Linked DNA regions of Hordeum vulgare: region 2 is linked to region 1. The links are chromatin contacts, called in public Hi-C maps. All regions are on one chromosome and are shown on one strand. The core of a region is the stretch at or near the end of the contact, and the rest is flanking DNA. Distances in the headings are between cores, read along the strand shown.

Region 1 (6,290 bases), core at 2,660-5,159:
GTTTTGCAATCTCGATGGGGCATCATTCGGTATCCTGCTAATATCTGGAGCATGCAGAAACTGTGTGAGGTGATGACTGCTTGTGTGATCATGCATAATACGATCGTACAAGACGAGCGCCCGAAACGTCTGTACAATTAAGGTTTCAGTTTCAGGGTGAGAATGTTGTGCCTGAGCATGAAGGAGCGGCAACGTTTGAACAGTTCATCCAATTTCATCAAGACATGCGTGATTTAGAAACTCACGTGCAACTGCAAAATGATTTGGTTGAACACATGTGGGCTCATGTTGCAACCAACAGATTTATCTTTTCTTTTATTCGTTTGCAAAACTATGTGAGACTTTTTTTTTATTCGGCTTGTAATAACTATGCTATTTTATTCGGTCCAAATTATGTTATTTGATTCAAACTATGAAAGTCATACAAAACAGAGCGGCCAAGTCGGCGGCCAAGTCGACACATATGAATCGACCGTTGAACGCGCTGTCGACCCATATATAAAACAAGACGAACGCCGGACGGGCGGACGACCCAAACGGACAAAAAACGAACGAGCCAAATCGGCAAAAGCCATTCGGAAATGATTCCGAAATTTGGGTCACTCGTGATGAGTGGACTCACCTGTCATGCAAATGATGTGGAGAAATGATGGGAGCAACCACTGTGACTAAGATTAGAAAAGAAGCTTTTTCTAAAGACCGGCCAAGAAAGGCAGTTGAAAAGAAACAACATTGGATACTGATGTTTCCTTACGCCCCTGCAACCATACCTTAATAAACCTAAAATGCACAAAAATAGCACACCTTAAACCTAAAATGCACAAAAACAGTACGCGGCGCGACCAAAACTGTTTGGTCTGAACAACACCATCCGGCTCAGAAATACTTCAAAAGCCTTGGTGGCATTGATTTGGGATGGTTACAGGAGTGTATTTGGAGTTCACATGCTCTTGCTCCCATACACGGAACGATCACATGCTCTTGCTCCCATACACTTGGAACGAGCAATAGCTAACAGCATAGGGTCGGAACACATTTGGAGAACCCCAAAAAGAGCAGCACCTTAGTTTACAAGAGGGCGGGGCAGGAGAGCTAACTAGGCATCTTCACAGCTACAAAGGGGATACACAGGTTGGTGCTCAAGAACTCGGCGCCGATGCTCGAACAATCAAGCATCAGTTTCCAGCTTCTTAGAATTCAAATTAAAGCACATGCACTTGTCTATAAGAGCCTCCGATTCGTTGCCGTATTCTTTGAACCTGTACTCCTCCAACTTGAAGGCCGATGGAACCTTCCCTTCACTGTAGCAACGGTTACACAAGCTGAAGGAGTGTTTTGTTTCCTTGAACCGTGAACCGATGATAGGATATCTGCATATGGAGCAGGTGTGGCTGCCGTGGCGAACATGATCACTGTCTTCAAGCTTCACCAATGTGGTTAGAATTCCAAATCCCCAATCAGGATCATTGAACATTTCAAGGAACTCTGTGTACGATACCATGGTAGGGTCAGACTCTCCATGCATTTCAAGCATGTCGCTAGCCCCATGTGTGGGTATGTAAACAGCGCGAAGAAGTTTAATGTAACTTAGCGCATCACTCCTCCTGATCTGGCCCCTGCCACCTTCGCTTGCAGGACGCCAAAGGAGTGCATCGAAAACGACACGCTTGCGCCTATCCACTGGACCAGAACAGATTGGAGCAATGATGGCAAAGAACATCCCGAGATCAACGCGGCCAGAGCCAGAAGCATCAAGGACAGAGAGAATTCTTTCATTCATTGCCTTCACTGCACCCTGGAAGGTGTCTGGCTTGAGGAAAGATAGGAGCCTGCGAAGAATAACCTCAAGAGCTGCTTTCCTGATCGACTTCTCTGGGATGCCCGTGCCTGAGTACGATACAGGGACATCAGTCTCATTCATCTCTTTCCTCAGAAGCTCGACATCACAGTGGCCAAGCTTTGTCGTCCTCTCGAAGGCCCTTATATCAAGGGCATTGGCCAAATCCTGACGCAATGTGGTCTTCCTTCCAACCCTCTTGAACTTGGATGCTTCTACAATAACAAATGCTTCCTCTCCTTGAGCATCATGTTTTCCTTTTGAAGGCTTTGGCTTCTTTTTCTGCAGTGTCTTCAGATGTGAGATTGCATCATACACCTCCACCCTTTGTGTCATCTTAAATGCCTCCTTGAGTGCCTTCTTGGCCTCCTCGGACTCTCCTTGCCCAAGCAAAGCAACTGCCTTGTTTAGCTGAGCACGCCAATGGTTTGGCCGGATGCTCAGCACACGAGTATACATCTCAGCAGCCCGCACAAATCGGCCTGCGTCCATGTTCAATCCACCAAGATTGTATAAGGCATCGACATGCCCAGGTTTAAGATCAATTGCTTTCTGGAACTCCTCAACCGCACGGTCATCATCCCCTACTGCATGCAATGCTGAGCCAAGATCGCAGTGCGCATCAGCATAGTCTGGCTTGAGGAAGATGGCCTCCTCCAGTGCCTTCTCGGCTGCACGGTATTCCCCAACACCAAAGAGTGCACTCCCAAGGAGCTTCAGCGCGCGGGCATGAGATGGACACAGTATGGCAGCCTCTCGATAGTGCTCGCAGGCACCAAGTACCATCCCCTCAGCCTCCATTGCAATACCAAGGTTGACATGGATCTGTGGGAGAATGTCCGCGGACTGGGAGTTACCTGCCTCTGCCGCCTCGAGGGCAAGGAGGAACTCCTCCTTGGCCTCGGCGTGGCGGCCCAGAGCGTAGAGGCAGTTACCAGCACGGAAGTGCGGGCGGACGTCAGTGGGCTGCAGCTCGCAGCCACGGCGGAAGCTGGCAAGGGCGTCTCGGAAGAGGCGGTGCTCGCATAGCGCCCGGCCGATGACCATGTGGTTGTCGAAGGCCTCCTCGCGAGAGCGGGAGGCGTCCGCGCGCGTGCGGAGAACAGCGAGCTCCTTGACGAAGGTGAGGTAGTCCCGGCTGGTCTCGTCCCACGGCGCGGCTGCTAAACCCGAATCGGCGGAGCCGGAGATCTCCCTGGACCAGCCGGCCTCAGAGAAGGAGTCGAGATTGCTGCCGCCCCCGCTGGTGTCGATGGAGGAGGTCTTCCGCAGCTGCTTGGAGCGGAGGCGCTTGACGAGTATCTCCAGGTCGTCGAGGAGCGCCCAGGAGGAATCGAACGCAATCCCGTGGCTGGGCGAGGTCGCCCAGGCCGGCGCGGCGACGGCAGCGCGGGAGCTGGAGGAAGGGCCCGTGCCGCCGATGCCGAGCGGCTTGAGGTGGTCGTCGAGCAGCGAGGCGGCTACGGCGGCGCCGGAGGTCGGAGAGGACGAGGCGGCGAGGTCCCCGGGCGCGATCTCCGGGGAGGAGGCGTCGGAGTCGACGGCGGGCAGGGAGAGCGCGAGGAAGTCGCGGTCGACGTCCCCGGCGCCGTCGTCGTAAGTCCGGAGCAGGCCGGTGAGGGACAGTCCCTGGCCCCCCGGGAGGATGAACTCGGCGTAGGTGCGGAAGACCTCGTCGAGGATGGCGGAGATCTGGTCCTCGCTGAACTTAACCCGCGGGTTGACGGCGACAACGAGCTTGGCCATCTCGGCCCGATCGAGCCCGCCGTCCCCGTTGGCGTCGAAGCGCTCGAAGATCCTGCGCACCTTCTCGGCCCGCGCGCCCCTCCCCGCCGACGCCGCCGACGCGGACAGCGCCATCGCGGGCAGCCTTCGCGCGCGCTCGGTGGGGGGGAGGGCAGAGCGGCGATTGACGGCGAATTCGGCGCGCGGGGGGGCGGGGGATTTGAGGGGAGGGGGGCGGGGTGGGACCAGGGTGGAGCGGCGGTTGTGGTGCGGCGTGGTGTGGTGGAGGTGGAAGAAAGGGAGGAGACGATGGTTGGAAGGGGGGAGGTGGCAGCCTGGCTTGTGGCTGGGCTAGCTGGAGGGCTGGATTCTCCCTCGAAATCACATGCTGGATAGGGCGCCCCGCATCCGCCCGCCCCGTCGCTGGGCTCGCTCCGTCCGTCCGGCACTGCTCGGTCAAGATTGCAAGGCTTTGGAGCCGCATGTAGGCGTGGTGGGCGCGCACGTTGAGGCGTTGGAGACCCCGTCACGCTCGGTCGCGCGCTCTCGCTGTCTCGCACCGTTATGTTTTGCAGTTGCGTTGCGGTGGCCTGCTGGTGCTGCTGGCGGGCGGTCCTCGGCCGGTCGTGCTACTGGTACAGCGGTCAGCGGGAGTGAACTGCTTGGTAGGTCCGCCCCACGCAGTTCTTGTCGTTGGGACCGTCAATTAGGATATTATTTTTTAAAAGAATGTACACCACTTCCTCTGAATAATTAGCCGTCTATCGTGACCAGAGAATACAAATAACACGGAGAGCATTCCTAGCTACTCAATCATACTCCCTTCGTTTCTAAATATAACTTTTTTAAAGATTTTATTAAAAAATTACATACGAAATAAAATTTGTGACTTTATACTCTAATGTATGTTTGTATACATCTGTATGTTGTTTTCTAGTAGAAACTTTAAAATGACTTATATTTAAAAACGGAAGAAGTACAATTAACAAACTTGAAAAGATTAAATTATATTCAATGAACAATCTGATCACAAATTCGTAAATCATGGATTTAAAAAAAACACCTCAAAAATTACATCAGATTGATCTAAAAGAAGATCCTTGTATTGAAAAAAAAAGTCATGTAGCTATTATTGTGAACCTGTAGGTCTTAAAGAAACTATTCATACATATCACTAATGGTGTCCTAGATTAAAGGGGTGCTTACCACATTTACCTATCCTCTATGGGCCGGGCTAACGACCCACTAACTATTCAAGGAAGGACTCGGGAATATGTGTCATTCGGCGTTGAAATCACTAATTAAAAAGGACTCTTTTTCAAATATCACTTTACCTTTTTTAGGTTGTGATAAGTTGTGTACTGCATGTTTGCCACTTGTTGTAACATGTGAGTTTTTTCCGTAGATTTATATTTTTAGATATTTTATCTCTTAAATCGTGCGCTTAAATCTTAAATCGTTTTCATCGTTGGGTTCCTCGCATCGAGATTTTCGAAACTAGATCCCATATTGATAAATTTTAACGAACTTTTATTTTCATAAAAAACGGACGAAAAAACCGTGCCTATGACGATAAAAAGGAAAATAGAAAACGTGTTGTGTCGTTTCCGAGAGGCACGACCTTGCCTCTTGCGAAAGCAAAACCGTGTCTCTTTCGAAAAAAATAAAGAAACGCGTTTTTCATTTCCGAGAGGCATGGTCGTGGCTTTCGCGAAAGCAAAACCATGCCTCTCACGGACGAAAAACGTGTCTCTCATAGAAAAAAAACAAAAAATACGTTTTTTTTGTTTCCGAGAGGCACGGTTGTGCCTCTCACGGAAAGAAAAGAAATTGTGTTTTTTCGTTTTTGAGAGGCACGGCCGTGCCTCTCACGAAAGCAAATTCGTGCCTCTCATGATAGAAAAAAATTTGAAAACATGTTTTTTCGTTTTCAGGGGCACGACCATACCTCTCCCGGAAGCAAAACCATGTCTCTTTCGAAAAAAAATAAAGAAACACATTTTTTTCGCTTTCGAGAGGCACGGTCGTGGCTCTCGCGAAAGCAAAACCGTGTCTCTCGAAAAAAACAGAAAACATGTTTTTTTTTCCGAGAGACACAGTCGTGCTTCTCGCGAAAAAAAGCAAAAAATGAGTTTTTTTCGTTTTCGATAGGCACGACCATGCCTCTCGTGAAAGAATAATAGTGCCTCTCGTAGGGGAAAACAAGAAAAACTTTTTTTCGCGCAAAAAAATATATTTTTTTCATCGAAAAGCTAAGAAAGACAAGTGAAAACCAAAACACCAGAAGAAGGGGAAAACCAATCTAAAAAGCCGAAAACACATGCGAATTTTTTAAAAAAAATCCTAAGGGAACATTGAGAGTGTGACACGTGACGACGGTTGAGATCGCACCAAATGGCGGCGCGTGGGAATCGTTGGGAGGCTCCGAATGAGTGCTCCCTAACTAGTTGCTCCCCTTCGGCATACTCAAGGCGGAATCCTCTGAAGACTTGGCATATTATACTTCAACACACGATTGGATAGTTGTCATGTTTACCCTAGCTTCTAAGCGACATATGTAAACCCTAGATACTCCCGGTGCCTATATAAGCCGAGGGTTTTAGCCTTTAGGGATACACACATCTTTAGAGCTTAGAACACAATCATACGATCTCGTGATAGATCATCATGTACTTTTTACCCCATACATAATCAATACAATACAAGCATGACGTAGGGTTTTACCTCT
Region 2 (6,290 bases), core at 1,298-3,797, 170 kb after region 1:
CATGGCGGTGCAGGAGTTGCGGTTCGGTGAGTTTTGGGCCCTTGGATCATGTTCCATGCCAACATCCAAGCACTTCATCCCTGGACCACATCGATCAGAATGCTATACATCTACTGCACATCAGGTTTGATCTGGTCCAGGAGCAATAAGGGAAAGTGGATGCAAGATTGGGGGGGACATAACATGAGGGAATTTCTTCGGTATCCATCTAACAAAACTGACACAGATAAGACAAGTGGTTACTAAGAGGTGACGGCAGAATCTACAGTAGTGGTAATCATTGAAGTTTACATGAATACAGGTCTGGCTACAGAACATTGTGTTAATTTCTCTCTGACCAACATATTGAAAAGGTAACACTGGGCCTCCAACAGCTAAAGAATGCAGGAGGAGGTAAGTGGATTTTCCTGTTGAATCATCCAGGGTTTCTGTAGGCTGTAGTCCAAGTCTATCAGATGTTTGATTGGCCAGTGAATGCATGGGTCAGCATTGTCAGGTAGATCATTCTCCTTCTTGTCAATGATGAGCACCAGCAACGCCTGCAGAAGATACACCAGCAGCAGATGCCACTTCAAACGTGGAACCGTAGTTAAAAAGGCACGCCTAGGCGATAGCAAAGCTCCTACTGCTTAATTGCGCTTCATATGCACATAACTGCGCTTAAGCATGCACTTTGGTCAGAAAAGCGCAAGGTGGTGGCAAACCTATCGGTTTTTTTACTTTGTGTGGAACCATGTATGCACGACTCCCATTGCCTCCTCCGACCTGTATTCAGGTCTGCTTCATCTGCTCGGTCTGGTACAACTGCAAATTAAGATGAGTGCTTCTGTTTTACTCAGATATTGGTCTCTGTTTTGTTCCTGGAGACTGACCCCAAGGCGTGGACAGTAGATCATGTACTCACCGTAGCTGAGTGTTCAGATGTCATTTGGGGTTTCAATGCTGGACTGGATTCAGGTGGTCGAGTGTGTTGCTGTTAGTGTGGTGTAACTGGAAGTAACCAGCGGCAAAAGGAAGAGGAGATTCAGATTTTGGTGTTATCTACAAATACACTACCTAAAAAATACATAATGTTACCATTTCGCTCAACCTTCGTCTGCCTCCGTACCATGCTTAGCACGCAAAGAAAACCAGGGGAAATCCGGCCCGCTACACCCATGCACGCACATCCATCCTCCCCTCTATTTCCGCTATACAGTGGGTTTATTTCTTCAAGGTTAATCAAGTCTTTGTTTTTTAGAGAAAGACAGATGGGTTAGCGGAAGAGGTGGAATTATTTTAATGGTAAATCGAATCGACAATACCACCTAATGTACATGAGTATTCTATAAAGTTATAGGTTAAACAGGATTGATGTTAAACCATTAGAATGTGTATGCCCCCATTGCACCGCACGGGCAATTAGCTAGTTTAACTGAAACACAAGATTTGGGTGGTACCAATGATAACTACCCAGTTTTTTCATCAGTAATACTCCCCCTTTCTTATGTTTAATATTCACAGGGTTTTACTTAAACGGCATACTATGAACATTTACTCACGAGAGCTACCACTAATCAAGAATTGTTGCATGACTTAATGAGAAAAGAAGAAGCCTCTAACATTAGAAAAAAAGTGGAGTGAAGAGACTATCTATATGTGCCCTTCAACAGACAAAGTGAACGCTTCACTAATTACCCCAACAAAACTTGGTCAACGGATCAAAAAGACCGCATGTAAAGCATAGGATGGATGCACAACTCAAAGCCACGAGTGAAAAAGGTTCGAGAGCGCGTGACCTGGGCCCTGATGAATCGGTCCATATCAGCATCTAACCGCTGGACCTCACGGGAGATGTCGTCGTCCAGCATCGGCAACAGGAGCAGCGGCGAATCGCCCGAGGAGTTCCCAGCGCCAGCGCCGCCGCCGCCATGGCGCCGGTCCTCCAGAGAGAGCGCCAGGCCCGTCGACACCGCCGAGCCCGTCTGCAGGAAATCGATGGAAGACATCTGCGAGTTCTCGCCCAGCAGCTCCTGCTCCCTCGGCTGCCTCCACCCCATACCCGCCGCAGCCGTCAGCCCAGCCGCGTCCACTACCACACAGAACACAGCAAAATCAAACCCCTCAAAAATAAGCGCCAATTGAAGCGGAATTTTTGAAAGACGAAGGGGGAGATTCGCGGGGAAAGGCTTACGCTGTGGCTGCCCCGCCTGGTCCGGGAAAGCGGGCGGCGCGTTGAAGAAGGCGAGAGGCGCCGGGATCTGTCCATCGACCGGCACCGGCAGCGCGTTCCTGCCGAAATTTCACGGGCATTAGGAAGGGGATTTTAAGCGCGGCCCTTACCGCAGGAAAACATACGGAGAAATGGCACGGAACCGGAATTGAGACGGCGCACCTGAAGGAGAGAGGCGCCGGCTGCTGCTGCTGCGGTGGCGGCGGCGCCGCGGGGTGGGGCTGCTGGAGGTGGTGGTGGGAGAAGAAGGCCATGGCGAGAGGAAGGTGCGCGAGAGGGGAAAGGGGCAGGTCGCCTCGTCGGAAAGGGAGGAGAGAGAAGGCGGAATGGGGCTCTGTACTGAGTGCTGGCAAATAGTGTGATTTGGGTTTAATTGAAGTAGATGTGCGGTTGACATGTGGGGCCATGCACCTTGAGACCCACAAGTCAGTTGGATATTTCTGGATTCCCCGTGCTTCATTAGATTTTGAGATGGATTTTGTTCTGAAACCCTTCACGTTGCTCCTAAATCTACTACTCTCCCTTAGTATATATACACACACAAGTTAGAGCATCTACAACCGGACTTGATAAACCGGCTTTCTACATGCCTGCGGACGTGTCCGTGTACAGCACCCACCGGTCCCTTGTATGTTGCATCGTACCTCTAATGTCAATTCTTATATCTATGCAATTCATGCACGGTAATCATCTAATCTCTGAATCCAACAGTTTGAAACAAAGCAAATCAAACCATGGTTCAACAAATTGAACATGCTAAAATAAAATCAATGTACGAGCGAGAAGGGGATCAGTGACCGGACGTGGCCATCCATGCCGTGTGCTCCTCTAGCTTTCCCTGCTTCGCTTGGACAGCTAACTTCGTCTGCATCTGGGTTGCTTGCTCTGCCTGCATCCTGGTCGCATGATCCGCTGTCGCAGCCGCCCTTGCTGCCTCCTGCGTCATATGGTCGTTGATCTCTTTCTTATCTGCGAGCCACTTCTTTGCATGCTCATCCAAGAGGATTTCGTCCGTCAACATGATCTTCACATCAACTGTGTCCTGTGCGAGTTGCAATCTCTCCTTCTCGAGCTCAATCTCTTCAAATGTCTTGGCCTTCTCGAGTTTCCATTTGATCGTCGCCGCTTGCTTCTCCAACTCGATCTTCTCCCTCTCAATTTCCAGTCTCTGCTACGCCCTCATCTGGACCCACTTCATCCTCTCTTTTTTGCATATCCAACATGAGTTTGTACATCTTCTTTTTCTTATTCTCCCTTACCGAAAGAATGCACGTCCATGAGGACGACATTCTTATAGCAGCAGTGTCACAGGAGATCATTGCCTTCTCCTACTTGTTTCACATGAGTTGTCGGCTATCATTTGTCATGATAACTCTTCCATTCGTCACGAAAACATCGTCCTCTTCATCGTCCAACCCAATGGATTGGTGGAAACTTGAGCCAGCATTCCTCTTTCTTGTCAGCCTTGAGATCGGCCACAACACAAGTTGTGTCCACTTTGGCTTGCTATTCAATATGATCCAACGATGGCTAAAAGCAAATGGCTTCTTCTCCAGCTCATGATACATAGTGGCCACCACGACCGTCTAGCAAACGACATATGTATGGGCACAAGAATGCAAAGAAAAGAAGCATATTCAAATGACAACAAGATGAGGCAATTGAGCTTACTTGAGTTGCCACTCTCATCCCACTTTGTGGGTGTTTGGTCACTGTAGTAGCCAACGTACTTGTTCACTTACCCTTGAATGATCCCACATCAATATTGGAGAGATGTGATATTGCGGGTGGTCACGGTAGGATGTGACTCCACATAATCCTTTTGTTCACGATACTCCTTCCAAATATTCTCCCATTATGTGTTCCCCTTTTGCTCGGTGTCGCGTATTGGATCTGTTGTTATGGCTAACCAAGATTTGACCAATAAGATGTTCTCAAATCTTGAGAAAGCCAAACCTCTTGCCTTCGTTGTCTTCCTTTTCTTTTTCTTCTTCTTCTTCTTCATCGAATTGGGATCGGATGTTGACCCAACTTCAAATGTGGTGGTGGCCTCCAATTCATACTCCATTTCGGTCGGATCTTCATTGTCATTGATCATGCTTGACAAGTATGCCTCCTAGATGATCATGGTCTGCAAGCAATCATCATATGAGAACTAGTGGTCTATGCAAAACATTGAACATTTGATCGGACACGAGCAAACAAAACATACCCGGTCTTGTTCTGACATTCCGTCAAACATGTCGAGTGCAACCCAAGCGTCGCTGGTGCTAGTGCTTATCCGCTCCCGAACAAGCCGCGACGAGTCACGTTCGTTGACCGCTGACATTTGTGTGTGTGGAAAGCTATCTGGTATGGCCGAGCTGGATTCGAATCTACCTCGATCCCAAGGGTGTCAGACGTCGTAATCTGTGACGGCGCTTGGATGGATGGGGTGCGGGGTGCCGGGCATGGTGGGGGAGATAACTCCTCGAGCATGTACGCACCTTCCTGCGACACCGATGCTGCCTCCCTCTCCTGCTGTCGGCGATGTCGCATATTTTGGGTGACGTTCTCCACCTTGCAATACGTAGCGGAGGAAGCGACGCCGACTAACGAGGCGGACAACGTCTTTGTCGTGGCGTGATACGTCCAAAATGCATCACTATTTTTGTATCATAATTTGTCTCTATTCATTGATATATTACACATTATGATGTTGTTCTTATAGTGTTTTGGCTTATTTTACACATTTACAACTTTTCGGTGCCGAAACAGCAGACGCGGGATTCAGCGAAGAAAATAGCATGAAGAGTTGCCAAATTAGAAAATCTCCAGTTGAGCTGAAATTTACGGGGAAGGAATTTCCGAACAGATCACGAAGACAGGCCGAAGAAGGGCCGGAGGGGGGCCACCAGGCACCCAGGCGACCTCGTGGCACGGGTCACCCCTAGGCCGCGCCCAGAGGCCACCTAGGTGGTGGGTCCCGCCTCCGGTGCTCTCCTTTCGCCTATATGACCCTCATGACCTAAAAGTTACGGGGACAAAAGTTTTTCCGGAGATCCGCCGCCGCTTTGGGCCAGAAACCTACACAGAAGAAAAGACCTATCCGGCGGGCAGATTCCGCCGGGGAGAACTCCTCCCGGAAGGGGAGATCGTCCTCATCGTCATCACCATCATCACGGGCATCATCGAGATCATCATCACCATCACCCTCAACACCAACACCATCTCCATCTTCACCTCATCTCACTTTACCATTGCAATCGGAGTTGTACCTTGCACTATTCATCCCCCTTACTCTACCGGTGTTGATTACTCTTTTTGTAGTGAATGCTATTGAGTATTGTTGGAGAATTATTGTTATGACCATATTGTTCATCATATTTTGATCACCTCTGATCATGATCTCTTTTATGTCTTGTGAGTAGTTACTTTAGTTCTTGAGGACATGGGAGAAGTCTAGTTTATAGTAGTCATATGATGTTGAAGTAATATGTGTTGATTGATATTTAAGTTATGGTGTTATTCTTCTAGTGGTGTTATGTGAGCGTCGACTACATAACACTTCACCTTTTTAAGGGCCTAGGAGAATGCATCGTGTATGAAGAATGCTTATGGTGGGTTGCCGGAGTGACAGAAACCTGAACCCCAGTTCGCATGCTTTTGCACGAGGGAGTGTTGGATCCTAAAGCTTATTGCTATGGTTAGGATTTGCCTTAATTTCTCTCTTGTATTTGCGGATGCTTGCAAGGAGTTTAATCATAAGAGTGTACTTGTCTTAGCCTAGATGGTGCACTAGTTAATATCTACCCACATAACACTTATCAATACAAAACATAGTACTAGACGGAATATGGCGAAATCACTTGACTATCTCTCCTGTATGTCCTCAGGAACGCCTTAGTCTTTATAAGTTTAGTCCCTCGGCTTATCCTTTGTGTTCAAAAGGATTGGGGCACTTGCTGCACCTCAGCAACATTTACTTTCCCTCCATTTATTTCCTTGTTGCTTATACCATAAAAACCATAAAAAGTTACCTTTCAGTACTTGCAGTTATTCCTTGCTCAAGATCGCTTGTCAGTACCTTCTGCTCCTC

Evidence for each region. Hi-C and Micro-C count contacts between places; a contact is called where the count stands out from the background.
Region 2: a contact with region 1 is called in a Hi-C map of seedling, with 4 times the contacts expected there. The contact joins the promoter of LOC123449084 here to the promoter of LOC123449083 in region 1. A contact is called at or near these places in 3 of 6 Hi-C or Micro-C datasets (leaf and seedling) and 1 of 1 datasets of contacts at active chromatin or transcription factors (embryo).

The regions. Positions count from the first base shown.
Region 1 is chr4H:487,496,925-487,503,214 of MorexV3_pseudomolecules_assembly, forward strand. It overlaps LOC123449083, which reads right to left and starts at 3,910. Exons shown (of 1, transcript XM_045126168.1): 1 at 884-3,910. The coding sequence starts at 3,697. The coding sequence ends at 1,169.
Region 2 is chr4H:487,672,459-487,678,748 of MorexV3_pseudomolecules_assembly, forward strand. It overlaps LOC123449084 (probable BOI-related E3 ubiquitin-protein ligase 3), which reads right to left and starts at 2,548. Exons shown (of 4, transcript XM_045126169.1): 1 at 2,375-2,548; 2 at 2,174-2,271; 3 at 1,779-2,071. The coding sequence starts at 2,466.